Linked DNA regions of Cricetulus griseus: region 2 is linked to region 1. The links are chromatin contacts, called in public Hi-C maps. All regions are on one chromosome and are shown on one strand. Each heading gives the region's core, a stretch centred on a gene start, on an enhancer-like site or on the middle of the called end of the contact. The rest is flanking DNA. Distances are from core to core; before and after follow the strand shown. Region 1 overlaps Jarid2 (protein Jumonji). Region 2 overlaps Dtnbp1 (dysbindin).

Evidence for each region. Hi-C and Micro-C count contacts between places; a contact is called where the count stands out from the background.
Region 2: a contact with region 1 is called in a Hi-C map of fibroblasts, with 3 times the contacts expected there. The contact joins two enhancer-like sites. A contact is called at or near these places in 2 of 8 Hi-C or Micro-C datasets (fibroblasts and liver).

What each region holds. Positions count from the first base shown.
Region 1 is chr3:264,609,026-264,615,858 of CriGri-PICRH-1.0, reverse strand. It overlaps Jarid2 (protein Jumonji), which reads right to left. Exons shown (of 19, transcript XM_027410455.2): 11 at 5,202-5,320; 12 at 5,043-5,113; 13 at 4,483-4,597; 14 at 3,305-3,410; 15 at 2,739-2,921; 16 at 2,165-2,295; 17 at 908-1,091. Among named protein-coding and RNA genes, the nearest start is that of Dtnbp1, 110 kb to the left of the region's middle. Within about 2 kb of position 5,533, at least 2 of the 6 cell types and tissues checked have open chromatin away from gene starts, as enhancers often do.
Region 2 is chr3:264,689,753-264,696,967 of CriGri-PICRH-1.0, reverse strand. The region is part of intron 5 of Dtnbp1 (dysbindin); the gene reads left to right. Among named protein-coding and RNA genes, the nearest start is that of Dtnbp1, 25 kb to the left of the region's middle. Within about 2 kb of position 3,762, at least 1 of the 6 cell types and tissues checked has open chromatin away from gene starts, as enhancers often do.

The sequences.
Region 1 (6,833 bases), core at 4,284-6,783:
AGGACCTCTGGAAGACCAGCTAGTGTTTTTAGCCACTAAGCTATCTATCTATCCAGCCTCCCCAGACTTGGAGAGTATCTAACAAAAATGGTGGTGGGGCTCCTAATCTACAGTACCCCAGAGGGCCTAACAGGCATGAGCCCTGCTCCCTGAGGTCACATAAAAAGACACTGACACCTGGCGGTGGTGGCACATGCCTTTAATCCCAGCACTCGGAAGGCAGAAGTAGGTGGATCTTTGTGAGTTTGAGGCCAGCCTGGCCTACAGTGTGACTGGCTTCTAGGACAGCCAAGACTATAAAACCCTGTCTCTCAAAAAAAACAAAAAAACAAACAAACAAACAAAAAACTACAAGGGCCTGTGTACTCTGATGCTTTATGGAGACCAAGTCCTATCACCTGTTCATTAAAAGAAATAGGAACAATGGTCCAAACGCTTGAGTGCAAACATTTGTCAGGACTTTAAAGGCTTTTTGTCTTGGAAGCCACAATGCAAACAGGTTACTCCTTTCAAAGACTCCGAGGGCTGATCACAAAGCAGTGAGGTTTTTTTGAACAATGTAAGTTATTAGCATTAATAAAACCCTATCAATGTAAATCTTTATTGCCAGCCTGACAGAATTTAGAATCATAGAGGAAACACCTTGGGTATGTATGAGGGTGTTTTCCAAAATGCTTAATTGAATGTGGCTGCCACCATCAATGGGGTAGAGCCCTAGATAGAATAAAAAGTAGAGGGGTGGAAGTGGGGCTCCAACAATCCTCTTGATTTCAGGGCTACAGACAAAACGTGGCTCACTGTGGCCAAGAGCTGACTCATGCTTCTGCTGCCATGATCTGAGGAGGGTGAAGGCTTGGTGTTGGGGCCCAGGGTAGGTTTAACGGAGCTCGCATGCAGGAAGACTCACCATGGACAGGTAGCACAAATGCTGGCAGATCTGGCACCTCCTCTCTGACGTTTCCAGCTGCAGCCACTTTCGAGGCTTTTTCTTTCCATCCGCCACTGTGCTGTTGCCGTCATGGCTGCCATAGCGGGCAGAAGAGTGAAGGCCAGCCTCAAACAGCTGTCTGCGCTGCCGCAGTTCTGTATCCCTGTACAGGTGAGTGGCAGGCACCATGAGAAGGTTCCATGCCCACAATGGATACCTGCTTCCCTTCCAGAGAACATGCATGACCCCTTTGGACTAGACATGCCCCCCAAGACAACACAGACAGGCTATGGGGTGAGAGGCACAGCAAACCTTCCTAAAGCCTCGGCCAGGAATCATGTACTTGAAAGAAAAGAGCAGATGAGCTTCAAAGCCTTGTGGGTGACTGGATTTTGCTTAGCATTACAGATAGATGTTCTTGTTCCAAACAAAAGATAGATTATTTATTTATTTATTTATTTATTTATTTATTTATTTATTTATTGCGTATACAACATTCTGCTTCCATGTATATCTGCACATCAGAAGAGGGCACCAGATCTCATAATGGATGGTTGTGAGCCACCATGTGGTTGCTGGGAATTCAACTCAGGACCTCTGGAAGAGCAGTTGGTGCTCTTAACCTCTGAGCCATCTCTCCAGCCCATGATTTTTTACCTGTTTGCTGGTGGACACCTCTATGTGCTCACCAAACATTATCAGAAGCTCTCTGGAGAGGGAGAAGCCTCACGAGGATTCAAGTGAGGTTAAGAGTTCAACGCAGAGAACCATATACAATGTGTGGGCTGTCCTTCAGTGAGTGTATGGCCTTGGTGAAGCCGAGAAACACCTCCAAGCTGGGCCAACAAGGGGACCAACCAGCCCCACATCAGAGTCAGGTGATACTGCGGCCTACATGCTCGATGGTATGTGTGTCTGATCTGGCAAGACAGCCTCTCCATACTCCACCCCAACACTAACCCCTGAAGCAAAGGGTTATAAAGAGGGGAGTCCAGCATCGACCATAAAGAGGAATGACAGCTTGAGACCACACTGGCTCACAAAGAGCTTCTGAGTCCTGATATCATGCAGGAAGACAATACAGGAGACAATCATGCAGGAGAAATAACACAGAATGAAAGGCTTGACACTTAAAAGCCTCGGGGTCTTCAGTTCTGGGAACCGCTTGCTTATTCGGCCTGATCCTACAACCAGCTGTTGCATCCCATGAAGTCTTGGGACCTGGGTCTACAGTACCTGAGCTCGTCCAGAAGGGCTGAGATGGTACTGAGGGTGGGACCATTTTCCTTTTTTGCTTCTGCTTGTGCGATCTGGTAGAGCAACTTCTCCATGGAGAATGGCTTAGCTATGTGGCGGCGCTTCATCTCCTGAAAGAGTGTCACGTTACAAGGGTCTGTTTCCATGAGTAGTGAGTGAGCAGCCAAGTTCATAGTGGCAACTGGACTCGAATTATTGCTATAAGCTGTGCGGCCACTTTGCTAACCTGGAGAATAGCACCAGATTCCAGGAAAGTCCTAGCACCTCATAGCCAGCCATGGAGGCAGTGCCAGAACTCAGAATGGGCAGACAAGTTCTACGGATTCATATCCAGTATTTATACTGTGAATATCTGTTTGGCCTCCCCACAACTATGGGATTACCAGTAATGGAAGTCAAAAGCCTTCATGATAAAAACCTCAACTTTCTTTCCTAGAATAAACTTCCAGCCATCTCTTGAGGTTCTGCAACCCCAACAATGCAGTGAAAGGCCATCAGAGTATCCAACATAAACCTCACACTCACAGGGAGTCAGGGGACTTACACTGCTTACCTTGGCAGTCTCGAAGCCCATGCTTGTCCACTGGGTGGTAGCAAAGTGCACTGTCTCTGAGACGCTGTAGCCACAACATACTTTGGACACAAAAGACCCGGGAAAGCAGACAACAAACTGCCCGCTTTGCTGCACAGTCCTGTGGACCTTGATCCCCTCTTTACACAGCACCTCTGGGGAGATCTGGGGAGACAATACCAACTGAGCTACATGCCTCTCCATCAGTCAGGCAAACCCTCTGCCCCATGGCATAAGGACACCAGCCAGGTTATGTGGAAATTTGATTGACAGCCCCTAATGGAGGGGCTGCTAAAAGACCAGATTATAATTCTCTTTAAGGAAATAAACACCCCCCCCAAAAAAAAGTCACGAAACACAAGTCAGTGGTAGTCTAAGAGGTTTCTGCAGGGCAGGGACCATGGTAAGCACATAGTTCCTTCCTTCTAAGGCCCTCAACCCTTTTGGAGCACTTCATGTCCCCACTCAGCATTGTCAGGAGCTGGCAACATAAGAAATTTCTGTCCCTTGGAGGACCCACCTTGCTGTGCAGGTGACAAGAAACCTACCATGACATTGCTCTCCAGCATCTGCAGCCCTGGGGTACCATTGGCCTGCAGCAGGGTATGGACCACATCTTCCAGCTTGTTCTCCTCCTCAGCAGGAATGCAATACCTGGGACATTGGAAACACAGGATACATTTGGTGGGACTTCTTCCAGCCTCAGGGCAGCTGGGCTGGAGTGCTGGCCCAGTGCCTTACTCTGTCACTGTTGGCTGATTCTGCCCAGCACAGAGCCAAACCACAGGCACTGCCTTATACACGCAGCTCACTTTACACAGATCTGACCCACAAGGTGAGCCAAAAACCCTTCAAACCAAAGCCAGATACAGTTAACCCTCCTGTAAATCAGAAACAGACAAGTGCATATTCCCTTGGCTTACTTATTACTTGAGTTCTCTGACACTGCTTAAGAACAGTCTAGTACTCAGCCATAGACACAGGATTTGATGCTGTTCCTGACAAGCAACATGGGTACATGGGGACCCTCACCAAGGCACCGGAGACGACCTGGAGCTACTGGCCAGAAAGAGACTTGGGAAGGTGCCAAGGCCAGTGCGAACACATGCGCACACGCGTGTATACACACACACACACACACACACACACAGGAGAGAGCCAGAGAGAGAGCCAGAGAGAGAGAGAGCCAGAGAGAGAGAGAGAGCCAGAGAGAGAGAGAGAGAGAGAGAGAGAGAGAGAGAGAGAGAGAGAGAGAGCCCATCTCCACTGTCAACACAGAAACCAGAGAGCTCAGAGGACCAACAAAGAGAACACACTGAACTATGCAGAGGACAGCTCACAGGCACAGTTCTGACAATGCTTCATATCTAGTGTGTGAGTAGCCTAGCTCTGGAGCTCTTGCAAAAGACCACTCAGATGAAGCTGCCCAGCTGGGCCAGTTTCTCCATGGCCCTATATGAATGCTGCCATAAAATCAAATCTGGGAATTCCACAACACATAACTGGGGTATCCAGCAGGGAAGCAGACTAAGCAGGAATTCACAAGAGAACAACACAACAGGCAAAGAATGCAAAACATCTTCTGCCACCTTGCAACCCTTGTGGCACAGGTAGACAGCCCAGGCCCTGGCATGTCTTCCAGCTGCTGCAGGCTCAAGTCCATCACAGCAGCAGTTTCTTGGGATGCCTGGGGCAGTAGCACCTGCTGCTGGGGGCCGATACTCACCAAATGCAGTCAGCACCAGTGTGTAAGTAGTCAATATATGGAAGGTGATTTTGGTCTCGAGACCAGCATGAGGTAGAAAAGACCATGCCAATATTTAGCCAGGGAATAGTCACTCCTACAATGTAAGAGAAGAGGTGTCATTTTAGAGCAACAGTACTTTGGCTGGGTAGCTTGTTGACCTTGAAGCTAAGAATGAATGTGTAAAATCCCAGGGCTAGGGGGGTCTGGCTTAAGTGCCTCTGTCCACAGTGAGCAAGGTAGGATACAACAAGGTTCCTGGCTTTGGCAGAAAGGACTCCCTTCCCTTCCCAAAGCCCAAAAACTTCACATCAACCAGAACCATGATGGGGCAGCTGTGTGTAAGATAGAAGCAGTCTTCACTTCCTAGCCCATTTATTGTGTCTGCTAGCACAGATGGCCTTTCTCTCCCAATGTTAAAATGTCAGGACATGTACTCTGTCCTTAAGACCCCAGGCTTCTCTAGGATGCTTAGAAGAGCCAGCCTGGCCTTGCTGTCACTGTGACAGCTGCAACAGGAGGGTGTTTATGGTCATGCTTACCAGGCACAGCACCAAGGTGACGCAGGATGGACCCTGTGTTATTGGGGAGGACGGTGAGGTTCCATCCATGCCTGCAGAAGGAAAAATGGAGGCTGTAACAGGCTGGTGAGAAAGGGCACTGTCTAGTCCCCAAACCATGGACGAGAGACTGGACATTACCTTGAAAAGGGCTCTGATTTCCCCACGGGGAAGCCGCTGCCGTGGGTGTTAGTGTCCACTTTCCCGCAGTGAACTGCCACATGACAGTCCTTCTCTTCCACTAACCTCCAGTACTCTTGCTGTAAAGAAGAAGGCCAGTCATTGTCTATGTGGGACACAGAGCCCAAGACATAGAAGGAACACTATATCCAGAACATGGTGTCTATGAGGAAACACCCTTGAGCAACTCCCTCAGAACCTAAGGCCACGGTAGAGCTGTCATCAGACCAACAGAGAGTTGCAGGATTTCACTATGTACACTGATGACTGGGATGACAGCACAGCCAAGCACTATCAGGGGAAGTCACCCACACAGACTGTGAGGGCAAGTAGAGGAACTGGGTGTGGTTCATGCATGCTTGCCTTTAATGGAGAGAAACCCTAACACGCTGTGGCTAAAGCTGGAGGACACCACACTCAAGTGACATAACCAGTCAGTGTATGCAGGAGGTGCCAGGGTCAGATGCCAGGAAAGCAGGCCAGAGGCTGCCAGACTGAGAGAACAGTTAGTCTTCAAGGGGTTCGGAGAACTCAATTTTGATTTGGGACAGTTGTCATTGATGGTGGCACAATAATGTGAAGGGATTTAATCTCACAGAAATGTATACTTAAACACCTTTCACATAAGTGTTTAGATCTGAGTTTGGATTCCCAAACCCTAAGTAAAACTGGATGCAGCAGTATCCATTTGTGGCCCAGCATACCTAGGGCAATATAGCAAATAGAGGTACTCACAGGGCACGTAGCCAGGCATAGGCAACAGTGAAAAATAAGGTAGAAGGTGACACCACAGTTGGCCTCTGTCATCCAAACACACTGTGGCAAGCACAACCCCACACACAAACATGCACGAACATTAACAGTTAAAATGGTGAGCTGTCCTGGTAGGACAGAATCTATTTATAGGAAAGGAAAGAAAGAGGAGTGAGAATGGGGAGGAAAGAATCTATTTATAGGAAAGAGAAGAAAAAGGAGTGAGAATGGGGAGGAAAGAACTTCCTGTGCACCCACCTGAAGAATAAGCACAGCGCGCGCCTAGAACACTGCGCAATCCTCTTTGCCACACTCTCCACACTGGTCAGCACTCTGCTGCAAGTTAGCACTTTGGGAGTTGGAAACATGGCACGGAGGCCAAAAAGCCTGGTGACCTCAGCATAATCCCCGAAAACCACATAAAGGTTAACGGAGAGCACTTACTCTAAAATAGTCCTCTGAATGCCACATACATTCCCTAAAACGACATGCACGCACTCATGCACACACGGTATAGCCAGGCTCCCATCGGAGCTGATTCCACTAGAACTGGAAGGCTAGGGACGAGGGGTGGTTTGAGAATGCACTGCAATCAAGAGTGAAGCAGTACCTTCACTGCCTTTTCAATCCGCATCCCAGAAGCACCTCACCCTTCCTGTGAGCCTGGAATGTAGGAGAAACCCTGAAACTCAACTCCCACGAGTGGGGTGGGGAAGGAAAGACGGGATGACACTGACTCCTCACAAGAGGGGCCTTTCTAGAGTATCAAATGGTCACAAACCATAAAGAAATGCCCATGATGCCATTCCTGAACGGGCCCTTACCCACAAAGATCACCCT
Region 2 (7,215 bases), core at 2,513-5,012, 83 kb before region 1:
CCATCTACCTGTTTAAATTGATATTTATTGTTAAGACTGCAATTTAGGAAATAAATGATTAAAAAGTATGCTGGAAAGTAAAAAACAGTGAATATGAACTCTCAACTCTGAACTTCTTTCCCCAGTAGGTTTCTCAAATGCTCCTTGATTCAGTCTCTGTCTGCAAATGAGGATCAGAATACATTTGGCCCTTCATGTCTGTGGGTTCTGCATCTGTAGATTCAGCCAAAAATATTCGTTTAAAATTGTTCATATTAAACACATATACATATTGGATTAAGGTCTCTTTATTTCCAAGCACAACCGGGTGAAACACAGGCCAGAGCTAGGTTAAGAACCCAGCCAGCGCGGCCAGAACAAAGAGAGAGCCCGGTCCCCACGTGCAGTCCTTTAAGAAGCCCCCTTTACGTCATGCCGGCTTTCCTTCACCCCGCCCTTATGGGCGAGTCCCCAGGTCCACCTGGTACCTGCCCCAGGACTATTGGGCGGGGCTAGGGTTACTCCCTACATATACAGGTTTGCCTTTTCAATCATGTCATTTCCTAAACAATGCAGTACAGGTATTCATATAGTACTTTCTATATTGTATTAGGTATTTTAAATAATAGAGAACTTATTTAATGCATATGAAATAATGAGAGAGTTGTATGCAAATGCTATGCCATTTTATGTAAGGGACTTGAGCATTCAAAGATTTGGGTAGCTGTGGGACTTAGGTAACCAGTCCCCCAGGGATACTGAGGGGTGACTGTACCTGCTTGATGGAGTAGTTGGAGGATTAAATAGGATGACAAATGTCAAATTACTTAGCACATGGCTGGTATGTACATCCTGTGTACTGTGGTCTAGTCTTTATTTCTGGATGTGGAACAAGTCTGGGGTGTCTGCCATGAGGGTATGGACATTCTACTTGCAGTTTGTCTAGCCTTTGCATATTTACAAAGTCATTTTTCTATATCAAAAGGTAAGTACTATGTAGTTTAGATTGGGCTAGAAAACCATTCCATTAAATGTTAGAAGGTGAGAGCTGGGGTGTAGGTCAGTTGGAAAAGTGCTTACCTAGCATGCAGGAGCCCTGGGTTTGACCCACAGCATGGCATACATCAACAGTGGGGTACATACTATATAATCCTAGCACATGGGAGGGACAGACAGGACCAGAAGTTCACACTCATCCTCTGACATGAGACTCTTTAAAAAGAATTTGTCTAAATGTGACAGGATTAACATTTTGCATTGAAAAATGCTTGGAAGAATGAAACAGTTCTTGTTAGGTGAAATAGCCACCATGCACTGTTTAACTAAAAACAAAAAAACAAACAAAAAAAAAAACTAGGAACTATGAGTTTGAAAAGTACTGCACTGCCATTGCTAAGCATGGTGTTTCATCCCTATAATCCCAGTACTTGGGAGACTGAAGTAGGAGGGCCTTGAGTTGTAGGCCGCTGGGGCAAAGGGTGAATTTGAGTTTCATTTCAGTGTGGTCTAGTGAAAAAAAGTGCTGAATGTATTTAGTTCTCTCGAATTTCCACTAGAGGGCAGTCTAATCCTGTTCTTTGATCAAATTTCAACTGTCAAGGTCTTGCCTTCATGTTTTCTCTAGTACTTGATTTTATGTGACCTGTTTTAGAAGATTGTTCCTTCCTCTACAAGAGAATATTCTACAAATCCTAGGATAAGTAGCAACCATATGTTGAGTTTCTGTGTTGCTTCTGATAGGTCCTAGCCTGCTATATTGGCTGTTGCTTTCTCTATACAGAATGTGAAAGATGTCCAGCAGGAGCTCTTATAGCAGTGTTTCACAAACTAGATCATCTTGTCCAAGTTACTTTCCAAAATTAGTACCAACACAAGGTACACTAACTCTCTCGACACCTTTTTAATCTACTACAAGGATCTTATTTGCTCCATAATGGCTTTTGCAAATTAATGTACCTTTTAAAGATTCCTTATTAACATATCGTCTTTACATTATTGCCTCAGTACATAAAGTGTGGCACAAGCGTTTGAAGAGTCTCCATCTTTTAGTGCCTGGCCTCTGTGACCTGTGGGTTTGCAGACAAAGAAGGTATCTTTGTTCTGTGAGGCTAATTGTTTAGGGTAGAAAGAAACTCGTTAAGTGTGAAGTAATCTCAGTATGCTACTTCACTCTTCATGGATCACTGCTGTACTACAGACTGTATCTATTTGAAACAAACAGCACAAAGAAAAATTCCAAGCTGATTTGCTCTACCTCTGGGATGATCTTCTCCCCAAGATCTGTGGAGCTCTTTCTTGCACAGCTGTCATTCCCAAATGGCTTTCACAGTAAAATTCCCCATCTTCTCTACAAGTCACTTACAGAGACATGCTGTTATAGTGAGCAAAATAGTAAGACTTGAGTTCCTTGCTAGGATGAATTTGGGTCTATGGGCCTGCCAGTGTTTTATGTACATGTATTCTAAGTTAGTTATAACTTTACTTATCTATGCAGCTGGTTTTGTAACAGGAAATGAGCATGTTGTGTCAGGGTAGTTAAATTTCTATCAATTTAAAATAAATATTTGGAATATATATTGTATATATACTTATGCTCGTTTAATTCAAAAGGTAAAAGCTTAATATATTTTACTTATAATTTATTACTAATTGCAAGTTTGGTAAGAGTTGAAATATACAGAGTTGGGTATGGTGGAACCTGCTTGTAGTTCTAGCACCCTCCTGGACTGCTTAGTGAATACCAAGCCAGGCTGGGCATCACGAGACTACCTCAATAAGCCAAACAAAATGAAGACTTGAAATGGGAAATCCCCATTGCTTTTTTTTTGTTTGTTTTTTTTTTTGTTTTTCGAGACAGGGTTTCTCTGTGTAGCTTTGAACCTATCCCGGCACTCGCTCTGGAGACCAGGCTGGCCTCAAACTCACAGCAATCCGCCTGCCTCTGCCTCTGCCTCCCGAGTGCTGGGATTAAAGGTGTGCGCCACCAACGCCCGACCCCATTGCTTTTTCTGCTTCACTTATAGGATCTTTTGGCCACGTTTTTGTGACTGGGAAAGCAGCATCATGTTGCTTAATGTTTCCTAATTCTCTGTTCATGTTTAAGTTACTCTTTTACAAAATTTGGCTTAAGTTCTTAATATTAGATGAACATGGATCATTGAGTTTTTCCCAGTTATTTTACATTGTAGAATAAGAGAATTATCAGAACTTTATTGAATTCATCAGACTTACTATATAGGAATTAGGCTAACATACAAAGGGGTCAGTATTGTACGCAGAGTTTTTCCTGTGCTGGCAGTGGCTCTTAAATAACCACTCAGAGTCTTAATATTAATTTTAAATTCTCAGCCAATTGCTCAGGCTTGTTACTATCTAACTCTTACATTTAAATTAACCCATATTTCTTATCTATGCTTTGCCACATGGCGTGGTATGTTTTCTGAGTGCAGCATGCCCATCTTTCTTCTCTCTGTGTCTGCTGGAGATACTTGAGACTCTCCCTCCTCTTTCCAGCATTCTCTCTGTGTCAGGCTGTCTGACCCAATCTCTTCCTGCCCAGCTATTGGTTAATCAGCGTTTTATTAACAATGAGAGCAATACATATTTACAGTGTGCAGAGATTGTTCCACAGCACCTCCTCATCTTGCAAAATGTTGTTTGTGCTTGTTTTTCCACCCCTGGAATTTCCTGAGACTTGACTTTCATATCCTCCTCTTGCAAGCCAATTAGGAATTAGCCTATCACATTAGATTGAGATAGAGCTTCCACTAATGGGTTCAGAATGAGTCACCACCAGTGTTTGAGTAGAAACTAAGGAACTTCCTATCCTGATGTGTGCTTGCTAGCCTAGTTTAGGTCATGGCACACCGGTTTCAGAAAAAGAAATTGCTTTGCAAGGTTACTTTCACTTGTTGATATGTTTCTTTGTGTGACACCAAGAATATTCTTTTGCAGTAGTAGTGGAAATTCTGATTAATACAACATTTTGCCTTTTCCCTTTGTATACCGTTTTTAACTTTAAAAAATCATAGCTATAATTATTCATTGATTAGAGTTTAGATTTTTGAAGCTTATTTTTGGTGGCTTTGTATTACCCTTGATAGAGTCAAACTATTATGAACAGTGATATTATCAACCTTTCTCAAAGTTTCCTGTTGTCTCCAGTGATACACCAGCATGAAGAAAGACAACTGCTGGTGGTAGAGCATGCCTTTAATCCCAGCACTCTGGAGGCAGAGGCAGGTGGACCTCTCAGTTCAAGACCAGCCTTATCTACAGAGAGAGTTCCAATAAAGCCAGGGCTACACAGAGAAACCCTGTCTCAAAAAAAAAAAAAAAAAAGGAAAGAAAGAAAGGCAGAACCTAAAGTGTCTAAGCAGAACTGTGAAGCTGTTTGTCATCACATTTGCTCGTTGTAATAAAGTTTGTTTTCTACTTACATCCATAAACCTTTGACCCTGCCAAATAAAAAAAGATTGTTTAGGATTGTTTTTTTATAAGCTTAGATGTTTCATGGAGACAAAAAGTAGGCATTAGAAAATGTAATTGCTTCTGGTTTAATAGATCCTTGACATAAAGATCAATTAAAAACCTGAAAAAATTTGCATGTTAACCAAATTTGCAAATTGAAATTTGAGGAATTTATCTCTAATCTAGATGCTCTGAAGAGTAGTTTAGAAGGTCTATGAAAATCTAAATGGAGGAATATGTTGTGCTTAAATAGTGAGTCTGAGTTATCTGATTGTACAGCTAGCCCTGCTCTGCCTTCTGGAACATTTCCAGTGCTCCTCAGAGAAAATGTTGGCCTAAGTGTGAAGTGTTCCCCATAGGTTCATGTGTTTGAGCATTTGGTCTCCAGATTGGTGGTTCTGTTTTGAGAGATTATGGAACCTTGGGGACATGGCACATAGGTGATAATCTAGTCCTCTGGGAATGTCCTTTTAAGGGTTACTCTTCTCTTTGATCTCCTGAGGTCTGAGCTGCCACAGGTTCCCACCTTGACACCTGACACTGGCCCAGATTCTTAGGTAGGGAGCCAAAGTAACCCTCTCCTCCCTGTCTTATTTCGTGAGGTTTGTTGTAACCAAATCATCCTCTTCCAACATGCACCTCCATCTTGGAGGGAAGCTGGTTAAGACACAGGTCCCTGAAACATCCCATCCTGTGGGGAAGGTTTTTTTAAGCTCAGGAAGTAACAACTCAAAGGCTTTGTGAAGTTCCCAAAACAGACTGATACGTTAGATATTTCCTTCCCCATGTGTGTATAAATAGCAAGGCCCAGTGAGTGACCCTCTCATAGCAGCCATGTCTTTGGCAGAGATGTAGCCCAGCAGAGCTGCCTAGAGCAACCAGACAAGCCATCTAAAAAAGTTGCTGTCTAACCTGTTGCTGCCTTCAAACTGCAGTGTGCCCAGGGTTCCAGCTTTGTGAGCTGGAATGGGCTTTGATGATGCAGCTGTATTTCAGACATTTCTGCTCCTGTTAGTAACCCTTCAACCCATACTTCTGTGAGTAACCCAATAAAACTCATTGGTTCACCAAGTTGGACTTTGGTGGTATCCTTACTATTAGCCTGTCATTGGTTTCCTATCTGTGCTGAGTGGGCATTCATGTCTCCCCAGCAATACTGTGACACAGCAGTCCATTGAAAGGCAACCAAAAGTCATTTAAAATGAGTAATTTTGTTGATCTGTAATAGTCAAAATGTAAACAAGATCAATTGATCTAATTAAATCAAAGTGGCATTAACATTTCCATTTTTTTCGCTCGAAAAATCATATTCCTATAAATTATGCTCCAGGCTATGTTCTTAGACTTAATATCTCTATGGGGTTACTCATGTCTTTTTTGGGATGTCCCTTCTGGAACTTTCCTTCCCATCCTCACCTGTATTAGATGCTGCTCCCTTGGTCCCCTTCATGCCTCACCCTCTCAGGACACTGCTTCCTTCTGCCATGATGTCCTTGAACATAAGGACTGTCTTTTATAATGTGTCCTTGTGAATTGCATATGCTAGTAATGCTCAATAAATGGTTATGAGACTGTTTGACTTCTATAAATATTTGACCTCTAAAACCTTTCTGTTGTCAGAGAAAACATGAAGTTCTCTCTCTATAGCTGTGAAGTGAGTTCATTGGCTTTCTTTCAGCTGACCAATTGTAGTGTGACAGTAACTCAGTTTGGAACCACACCCCCGTTTCTCTGCCTTTGGGCAGGACTTGGAATTAGTTTTTCAAGACTCTGACCTGTGCCATGTACATCCAGCACTGAAGGAAGCCAGAAGAAGGTGTTAGATACCCTAGGACTAGAGCTATATATGATTGTCAGCTAACAATCTGATCACTCTTACTCTCTGAACCATCTCTTTAGCCTATAGTCTTCAATATTTTGTGTGAATGATTTGACTAAATGCTCTTCATGTTCCAGTAAAGTATAGAGTTTTGTGATCTGCAGACAGACTAATGAAAGACTAGACAACTAGCAGGAACTGAGTATCTCCCCCCCCCTGCCCCCCCCCGCCCCCCAACCAGTGACTGACTCTGGAACACCAGCTTACTAAGTATTTGTAGTATTTTTCATGCAGAGGTTTATGTCTGTGATGTGCCAAAGGCAAAGAGATCTTAAAATGACTTGGAGTTATAAATACTAAATTACAGTGGCATGATATGTGCTGTTTATATTTGCTGTCTCATCGTTATGTAAAAACTGGTTCATTTGCTGGGCACACGCCTTTAGTACCAGTGCTTAGGAGGCAGAGACAGGTGGATCTCTGTGAGTTTGAGTCCGTCTTGGTCTACAGAGTGAGTTCCTCAACAGCCAGAGAGACACAGTGGGACCCTGTCTCAAACAAATATGGTTCATTTCAGATTAATTCACCATTCTAGTAATAAGTATTTAAGGTATTTTGAACAAATATGTCTTGGGAAATGTTAGAAATATGCTTGTTAAAGTGTGCTTTAATGTTGGTCAGTGTATTTAATTTTGCCTAAATAAAATTTAATAAGAAATACCAAGAAAATATGAAGCAATCTCAATAGCTTAAACTTTTTTTTAAAAAAAAGAGATACTGTTGATTTTATTTTCAATCATGTCTGTGTGTTTGTGTGTGTTTGGCGTGTGTACACACTCGTGTAGGTATGCCCATGGGGAACAGAAGAGGGAGCTGGATCCCTTGGAATTGGAGTTACAGGCAGTGGCAAGCCTCCTAATGCGCATGCTAGGTCCTCAGAAAGACAT